2 separate regions of the Hordeum vulgare genome follow, and region 2 is linked to region 1. Evidence: chromatin contacts called from public Hi-C data. All regions are on one chromosome and are shown on one strand. The core of a region is the stretch at or near the end of the contact, and the rest is flanking DNA. Distances in the headings are between cores, read along the strand shown.

What was found. A called contact is a pair of places that touch in the nucleus more often than the background predicts.
Region 2: a Hi-C map of seedling shows a contact between it and region 1, with 4 times the contacts expected there. The contact joins the promoter of LOC123397171 here to the promoter of LOC123452574 in region 1. A contact is called at or near these places in 2 of 6 Hi-C or Micro-C datasets (leaf and seedling) and 1 of 1 datasets of contacts at active chromatin or transcription factors (embryo).

The regions. Positions count from the first base shown.
Region 1 is chr5H:374,082,187-374,086,821 of MorexV3_pseudomolecules_assembly, reverse strand. It overlaps LOC123452574 (ras-related protein RGP1), which reads right to left and starts at 1,855. Exons shown (of 2, transcript XM_045129251.1): 1 at 1,212-1,855; 2 at 1-267. The coding sequence starts at 1,444.
Region 2 is chr5H:374,226,474-374,231,108 of MorexV3_pseudomolecules_assembly, reverse strand. LOC123397171 (dirigent protein 2-like) reads right to left here and starts at 2,352. Exons shown (of 1, transcript XM_045091822.1): 1 at 1,495-2,352. The coding sequence starts at 2,244. The coding sequence ends at 1,747.

The DNA of each region.
Region 1 (4,635 bases), core at 606-3,105:
ACATTGGTAGCCTCAAGAGCGGACGTCTCCATGAAAAAGAGGCTCTCGCGCTCGGCGAACTCCTTGGCATCCTCTGTCGGGACAGCCCGGAGGGAGCCCAGGTCCGACTTGTTCCCAATGAGCATGATGACGATGTTCTTGTCGGCATGGCTTCGCAATTCCTCGAGCCACCGCGCCATATGATCGAAGGACTGACGCTTGGTCATGTCATACACTAGCATAGCTCCTACTGCGCCTCTGTAGTAGGCACTTGTTACTGCTCGGTACCTGTTACCACATTCGGTGCAGCTGGTTTAGATGCTGAAAGTGAACATTCAAATAAGCAAGCGAGCTGGGGTGGGCTATTGTTACTGTTACGACGCATTTGCAACAACAAACAGCATCTTTCAGTTGCAAAATTAACAAGATATTCATGACTGACTAAACTGCCAGACCAATTACTGTTATAGTAGGTGCCAAAAGAAATTTTACTATAGGTGCCATAAGCTGATGCCGAGACTTATCATCTGACCTGCTGAATGTGCAATCTACTTCTTCTGTGTTGTATTCCTGAGAGATTGGTTCAAGATTTTCGGCAGATTATAATCTTACCCCTAACTGAAAAAACATAATTCTACTCCCTCCGTTCCAAAATATAAGACCTTTTTAGAGATTGCATTATGGACTACATACGAAGTAAAATAAGTGAACCTACGCTCTAAAGTAGTAAAATCTCTAAAAGGTCTTATATTTAGGTACGTAAGGAGTATATGATAAAACTAGGTAACTGTAAGTTCTGATAGGTGTCAAAATGTAAGGCAAGATATTCTGATGCAACTGCCTGATCCACATTTGGACCGCACAAACATCAAATTTGTTACCATGGAGACATTTGTGTTGTTGTAAATGAACAGACAGTGCGTAACATCTGTAGTAGTACTCCGTATGCCAATTCTAAACATAATTTTCAGCTGAGGACAGGTCATGAGAGCAAACAATAATTTCCTTTTAAAGCAGCAGACAGTGGATCAATTCCATCATAATTGCGCTTGCGCACACAGAGCAACCAACAAGGCCGTCGTTTCCCCAGAGACAGTACAATGACAAATCCATCACTTTCCCACTCAGCAATCCTAGTTCATTCATAACCATAACTAGAGAACCAGACAAGAAGATAAGAGTAAATTGATGGTGGGTTTGATTAGTGATTAGTGATTTAAGTAGAGTAGTACCTCTCTTGTCCCGCGGTGTCCCAGATCTGGGCCTTGACGGTGCGGTTGTCGATCTGGAGGGTCTTGGTCTGGAACTCGACGCCGATGGTGGCCTTGGAGTCGAGGCTGAACTCGTTGCGCGCGAACCGCGCCAGCAGCTGCGACTTGCCGACGGCGGAGTCGCCGATGAGCACCACCTTGAACACGTAGTCGATCTTCTGCCCCATCTCCCCGTAGCCGCCGCCACGAGACATCTCCCTCCCTCCCTCTCTCTCTCTCTCTCTCGGCCCTTACAATCTCTCCGCCTCAAACAGCAAAGGCTAGGCGAGCAGGATCTCCTGTCGGGATCCCGGCGCCTGTCCCCTTTCTCCTTCCTCCTGGCTACTGAAATCGCAGGACTGGCTGTTGCATCAAGAAGGCGGAAAGCGGAGGGAGGGAGGGAGAGGAGCAGGCGGGCGGTGGGTGGGGTGGGATTGGCGAAGCGCTGATTTGTTGTTTGGAGAAGAAGAAGATGATGGCGATGATGATGGTGGTGGTGGCGGCGGCGATGATGATGAAATTGGTTTGGTTTGGTTTGTTTAGTGTTAAATTATGGAGGAGCAGCAGTGTTGTGTTGAAGCGATCAACAGGAAAGCACATGAAGTGGAAAATCAGCTGCCAAGACGTGCTCAACCGTCAACGGCCCCGCCACCAACACCACATGTACCAAAATGTACCGGCGTTGTTGTTGCCTTTCTCTTGTTCTTTTAGTGGAAAATAATAAAATAAATGAACTGCAAGGCTCATCTCAAATCGAATGCCTTTCATGGTACTTTATATTTCGGGCAAAAGGATAAACTGCGACGGACACATCATGCTCATCAATCAAACTTATCATCCTCAGCTAACGTAATTAGTAACAATACTAAACCGACAAGCGTTTGCATTTTCTTCTTTTTTTGATTTTTTTTACTGTCTCCTATGGGGATTTGACGATGAGGGGCATAGTGATCTTTTGGTGTCTACATGTCATAGTTCTCTATCACACCACCGTCTAGGATGTTTCTAGGTGTTGCTGACACCGCACAACCCTCTTCATCTAAAAAACACCCTCACAACCCTCTTCCCTACACAACACCATGCACAAGTTGCCGCCGCCACCGCACCTCGCCGTCAGCCCCTACACTGACTACCCCTGCGCCAGCGTGTTCGGATCCCTCGGATTTGATTTACCTATTTCCCGAGACGTCATGGTCGGCACCGCCCACCCCTTCACTACCCCGTGTCGTTCCTCTGGTGTCACCACCGCCCCGCTTTGCCTCGCTTCTCACCTCCCAGTCAGGTCAGCCGCGCCGTCTTACCACATCCGGCCACGAGCAACTCGACACTCTTGGTGGTCCTGTGAGGCCTGCACTGCTGGCCACTTATCTCGAAAGAGGAGGAGGAGGCAGGAGTGGCAAAAGTTTTGTTAACCTGATCATGATAGCGCAAGTCCCAAATAAGTAAGCAAAGGTATGAAAAATTGCTATCATGCTGCTAACGTTGTTCACTTCACTATAGAGCTAAGGCCCTTACTGTTAGCCAAATGTACTAACTGAACCTTATTTCAGTTCTTCGATTCAGAGATTCAGGTACCTCCATCCACAACCACTCCATCCCCGCGCTCCTCCTACTTGGTGTACGCGCCTGTGCGAGGAGGATAGCTGATGCTACCGCTGTCGTCCACCTCGCCTGCTCCTTTCCTGACACCCAGCAAGCCGCAATAAACAGCTGTAAGCCGATGGCAGCAAGCTAAGAACTATATGGTGAAAGCAACACCAAGGTATGTTTCCTTCTATTTTCTTTCGGATCTATTATTTCCACACGGGTCTCGGTAAAATTAGAGAATCAGGACATTGATCAGCATGAGGAAATGAAGATACATATTGTTTCATTCACATCAGTAGAAAACATAGTTTTGTAGTTGTCCTCAATTTTTTCAGTGCTGAGGATTTTTTTGTGGACTAGGCGATTAGATCTAATGGATTTAATTATATAGATGTTGCATTTCTTGAAATCTCCATGATTTTCCATATGTATTCTCTTCAAGTTATATAGTAACATGATAACTAATCTATCTTACTTCTCAAACAGAAGAGAAGAAATTTTCTAATTTTGGGGTGTTTTATCAACGAGCAGTACGATAATAATTTAAGCACGGGTTACCTGTATAGAACTTGGAGCAGATGGATTTATTTCTTCATACAGAACTGCTAATCTTTTTTTCAGAGTTTTCAATGGAGTATACCATTTTATAATTTAATCTCAATTTGGATGCAGGTTATGATGCTACTGCTGTAATTCTGATGGGTCTATCATATTGTCGGACTGGTCTTCTATACAATGCTATGACTCGAGGCTGAAGAAGCTGAAACTATTGCTTGACTTTAAAACCTAAAAGTACATTTCTCAGTTGCAATTTATCCCATCATTCTGGAGTCTTGACTGTTTAGTTATGATTTCTATGTTGAAAAATGCAGTGCACAATATGTCTAAACTTCGCAATACTAATTTGGAAGTTGGAGACTCTTCGTCGTTCCTGCATACTACTAAATTTTGAGGATTTGTCAACCTGCTAATGCAATGGCTCATGCATGTGTTTGAGTTAAGGCGTCTTATAAAATACAGTTCCACCTCCGTACAGAACCAACTTCTGGTTGATTATAAGATGCTTTATTTTAATCTACAAAGCTCCACTTCAAAAGAAGAGAACAAAATTGTAAGCTTACTGTTGTTATTCCTTTGTGTGAAGTTCTATCACTATATACAGGACCGTGCCTTTGTAGTCCAGATGTTCTAATGTTGTTTTTACTTTTTGTATTCCGTTATATAATTGCTTAAAAGAGACCCATGTTATGCTAAGTTGCTGATGAAGTTCCAAACCTTGGTCTTTAGCTGGCTCTGCGTATATTTCAATCCAAAAGGTAAAATGTAGTTAATCAAATTTAAGTACGAGCTCTAAGAACTTTGTTGTTTTGGTCTTTAGCTGGCTCTGCACTCCTTGGTAATAGGAACCCAACTAAAAAACCTATGAAACTAAGTGACTACACGGTGAGTGCACCTGCCAAACCAATGAATTAAGAGATTGCATATGCGTTTTTTTTTACTTTGTGCTTAATGGAAAAAAGCATATTCAACTAACATGTTCCTCAAATAATATTGCACACCATGGCTCCGAGGTATGGAGACAATCCCGTGACAAACAGTCAATGCCTTCCACTGTATTACTTTGTATATGTATGCAACGGGCGCGGCGTGCCGCCGCGCTTTTTCAGCGCTAGTTTATAACAAATAGACTTGGACGTCCAAGTCTTTCATCGCCGCGAAACAATTTATAATTGGATGGTTAAAGAAACAGCGATATTTTTTTTCATCCCATCAGGGTTTAAATTCTGATGCTTTTATTATTTTTATATTTTTCAACGAT
Region 2 (4,635 bases), core at 1,103-3,602, 140 kb before region 1:
CATGCAATTGGTATGTGACGGCTTCGAAATTTGCAAGAATCAGGGGGAGTATCTTCCTAAATTATTCATGTTCAATGCATCATATTATACTCTTTTACCCTTCATGAGTTCACTATATAGGTTCTCATAAAGGTTTTTTTAATGAGGTAATATCAATACAAGATCATATGTCCTACTTTCTTATAGGAAAGTATATATGACATATTTATTGTCCTCTAAACTTTGTGGTTCTCACATATTGAGTTAAGGAAGACAATAATTATTATATGTTGCAACATTTTCTCCTTAATTCCCCACTGGGTTTGAAGAGTTTTGGCAACAGATCAAATATTATACTCCTCACATTTTCTCACAGTGTTTTGGAGGAGCTTTTAAGATTATAATGTGTACAAGGATAGCATGAATTAGGGGGAGTGTTGAGATCTAATTAACACATGTATTAAGGAGAATCTCCACTATCCCCTAACCGCCATGCACGAGGGAGGCGACTCTTCGCTCGTGTCTCTCCGGACCATCGCGTCTGTTGGATGCATCCTCTCGGGACTATAAATACTTGTACTCAATCATCAATAAAGACAATGGTTCACTTTACATCTCTCTCGATTGCCTCTCTTACTATTCTAACACAGACAACGCTCACCCCGAGCCTCGCACATGCGTATGCTCGGCTCATGCGAGGGACGCAACCTATATGTGCGAATGTCGCTGACAACCAGGCCCACACCCACCTGTCATACAATATGGTGCCCATGGGTGCGATGATAACCCTACAGGAAAGTGGCCCCGGTGCGCCCACAACCCATCCGAAGTAATAGAAATAGGACGACCGTACTTGCTGGTAGATCCGCAATCACATCACACCTGTTGTGGATCCCCGAGGAAAATCTGCAGGGTGGAGGGCAGCCATAGATATTGGATGGCGCGAAGCGTGCGAGGGAGGCATCGCCGAGAGGCGCGCCCGAAACAGAAAACGTGGATGCCTCTCTCAAGCGGCGAAGCCCCCAAGGAGGCGAGTACTCACAATCCTTGGGTAATGAGATTTAATTTTACGAAACATGAACTAGATCTATAATATGCGAACTAAAACTCAAAATATATATGATTTATTTGTTTGATTATTATATAGTTGCAAAATATTTATTAAGTATAAATAGCATAATACTCCCATGTGTTTCTAAATTTAAGTCTTTTTAGATATTTTAATACGAACTACATATAGATGTATATGAACGTATTTTGAAGTGTAGATTCATTTATTTTGCTTTGTACGTGGTTTATATTAAAATATCTAAAAATATTTAAATTTCGAAACGAAGGGAGTAGAATGGAAATTTCCATGCATGTAAGTTGAGATGAGGTTTTTTATGCATGGTTGCATGTTGTGGTGTACCTTTTTCGGTGCATGTTGCATGCTTAGTGGGCTGCATGTCAAAAAAAGAAAAAAGAAAGTCAATATTTGTACACAAAATGGAATATATCGGAGGTGGGCGGCGATTGAAACAAGCAGCAGGCACATATGACAGGTGCTCACAATCCGTTGCACTTATAGACCAACAAAAGAATGACAAGATCCAAGAAACACACACACAGACACACACAAATACCACAAACATCCACATAGCGCTTTGTAACACAAGGTGCAACACTCATTTTATTCCGAACGACCACGTGCAACACTTATGTACTGTTGCCACAGGTCGCTGACGACGCATGCACGCTGAATCGCCCGAGTGGGCAGGCAGTGGCTCACGGGTTGACGTAGATGTCGAGCTCCAGCAGGTCGGGGCGGACGGTCTTCCACAGCACGTAGCCTTTCGCCATACGGAACTGCCCCGTGCCGCCGACCACCGGCAGCTCACGCACCGCCACGCCGGTGTCGTCGCGCCCCATCACGGTCACCGAGCTCCCCGCGTAGGTCCCCGACGTGAGCACCACGTTCATCGTCACCATCAGCTCGAACCCTCCCTTGGAGGAGGCGACGATGTACTGCCCCTGCGCGCGCCCCACGGCCGCCGACGACGCCGACGTGCCCTCCGTCAGCACGTCGTCCATCACCACCGTGTTGCCGAAGTTGCCCCGCGGGCCGCGCACCACCATCATCGCGCTGTCGCCCAGCACGTCGTGCATGTACACGTGCAGGTGCGCCGACGCCCCGGCCGCTGGCCGCGGCGCCGCCACCGCCAGGATGACGACCACGGCTGCGGCGAGCGCAAAGGACGTGGGGTTGAGCTTGAAGCAAACCATGGCCGGGATGAGTGGAAGACAACAGTGCTTGCTACTACGTATCTCACTGTTGATGCAGCACGTTTGGGTTTGTTGGTTTGTTTATAATTAAAAACACTGTGGTATGGTTGCATTTGTAGTACGGGGGATTTGGGGGGCCATGGTCCCTTGGTCGGCCCTTGATAATGGACATGAGGTGTATTATTGATCGATCCAATTGCGCTGTGCACGTTAGGTTACACTAGAAAGGTTTGGCAAGCTTTGCGGTGTCACTGGTGTTGCTGAGTTTCTTAAAAAAAATTAGTCATTTTGTTTTATAATGTAAGAGAATTATTTTCTGAAAGTTGAACCTTTTAAGTTTGACTAAATTTGCATAAAGAAATATATCGAAATTTATAATATCAAATTGGTATTTTTAGACTAACCTTGAAATGAATTTTCATACATTTTTGTTTAATATTGGATGTCGATATTTTTGCTTAGAATTTGGAAGAACTAAAAAACATAGCGAATTAAAAGAATTGAATGGAAAAGCTTGAAAAGTTGTTGACTGGTCAAAATCGAATGGTTCAGTTATAACTTAAATACCTTCATTAATTGGGAGGCCTTAAAAAAAATAGAAAAACGCTTAAAATTAGCTGGCTGATTTCTTCCGAAAATCAACCACGTATCGGGCCGTCCAGTCGCAAAACAAACCAACGACTGGATTGAGCTGTCACGCTCTGCTCCCAACCACGTGGGTCCCTTTAGGGCGTTCTCTCTTGTTGAGTATTAATAAGTTAAAAAACAATTCGTTCGGATGATGCTGCTTTTCTGCTGCCGGTCTTTGCATGCAATCGTTGCATTGCCACCCATCACCACATCGCTTGCACGCCATCACCATTTGTCTAATGCCATGTCTCTCTTCTAATTATAATTTAATAAATAATTTTTAAACTTGTTTAATAGAAATATAGAAGCAATGAAACAAAAAGTGGGAATATAGAACACAATATTTTTATTTAAAAAGGATAAAGAACGCCAAGTTGATCCGCTGCTGCACGCATGACATGTGATGCTGCAAGGCCAACCCCACGGGTGCAAAGCCAAAAACATTCGAATGTTGCAACGGTTCACCGTCATATTTTTCCTCCTTGCAAAGTTGAACGGCGATGTTGTGGTGCTCCTGCAAGTCGAAGTTATGATGTTGCAAGCCGACCGACGACACTTAAAGCCGAACACACGTCATTGCAACCCGTACGCGTAACACTGCAAAGACTAGGTCAAAAGGGTGTTTGCAATGCGAGCGCAACTTGGGTCAATGTTGCAAACCCCAGAGTGCAACTTGAGTCATCTTGCAAATGGTCAAAAAAATCTTGGGAATCGATGGAGTATTTGCAACACAAGTGCAACATGGGGCATGTTGCGGACGGTTAGGAAACGCTTAGACGGCCAAGTAGTGTTTGCAACCTTGGGTCATGTTGCAAACCCTCGAGTGCAACATGGGCTATGATGCAAATGGTGAAAACGCTTGCACAATCGTGGAGTATTTACAACACAAGCATGACACGGATCATGTTGGAAACTCCCGAGCACAACATGGACCATGTTACAAACCGTCGAGCATAACATGGCTCATATTGCAACCGAATATAATAAGTTGTGATGATCAAGGAGTGTTTGCAACGTAAACACAACATGTGTCATGTTGCAAACCCTCGAACGCAGCATGTGATGTGTTGCAAATGATGGGTCACGGCTAAACGACCAACGCGGCACAGGTGAAACGACTAACGCAACAATGTAAGCTGAACATTAGATATTGCAAGGCTAGCACGCGCTGCTGCAAACAAGCACCACTATCTTCTTTACAAAGCAGAGCACCATGTTGCAAAGCTAGTTGTGGTCTTGCAATGTGTGTTGTTGCTACAATGAATCGTTCCCCAAATAACATGCGGCGATTATGCGTATTTTTCTAGGGGTAGAGTTCCAATGTGATTTCATTGTTGTTACACGACATGAATTAACTTGTTATGTTGCGGTCATTTTTTGAATGGTTTTTTTTACAATAAATTAGCATTTAGTGCCCACATACCTACAAATATTATGATATACTGAACGCAACATGACTCATGTTATGAATCTTCGACATAACATGATCCATGTAATAAACCTTGTTAGTTGGATCGGATGCTATGATGCGACGGATCATGATTGATCGTTTTTTGAAGAGACCAGTCGACCGGCACATAGCATTCTTTTTTTTCACGAATCGTGATGCTGCGACCCCGATCATAGACAACTTGTTAATTAATATTAGTCATTTTGAAGTAGTTCGAAGAAAATGGTTCTTGCAAAGCAAAATAGCTAGATTCATTGTAAAGAAGGCAAACTAGCTTGCTTTTGTAGAGTGAGAATAAAAAACACCTAAAG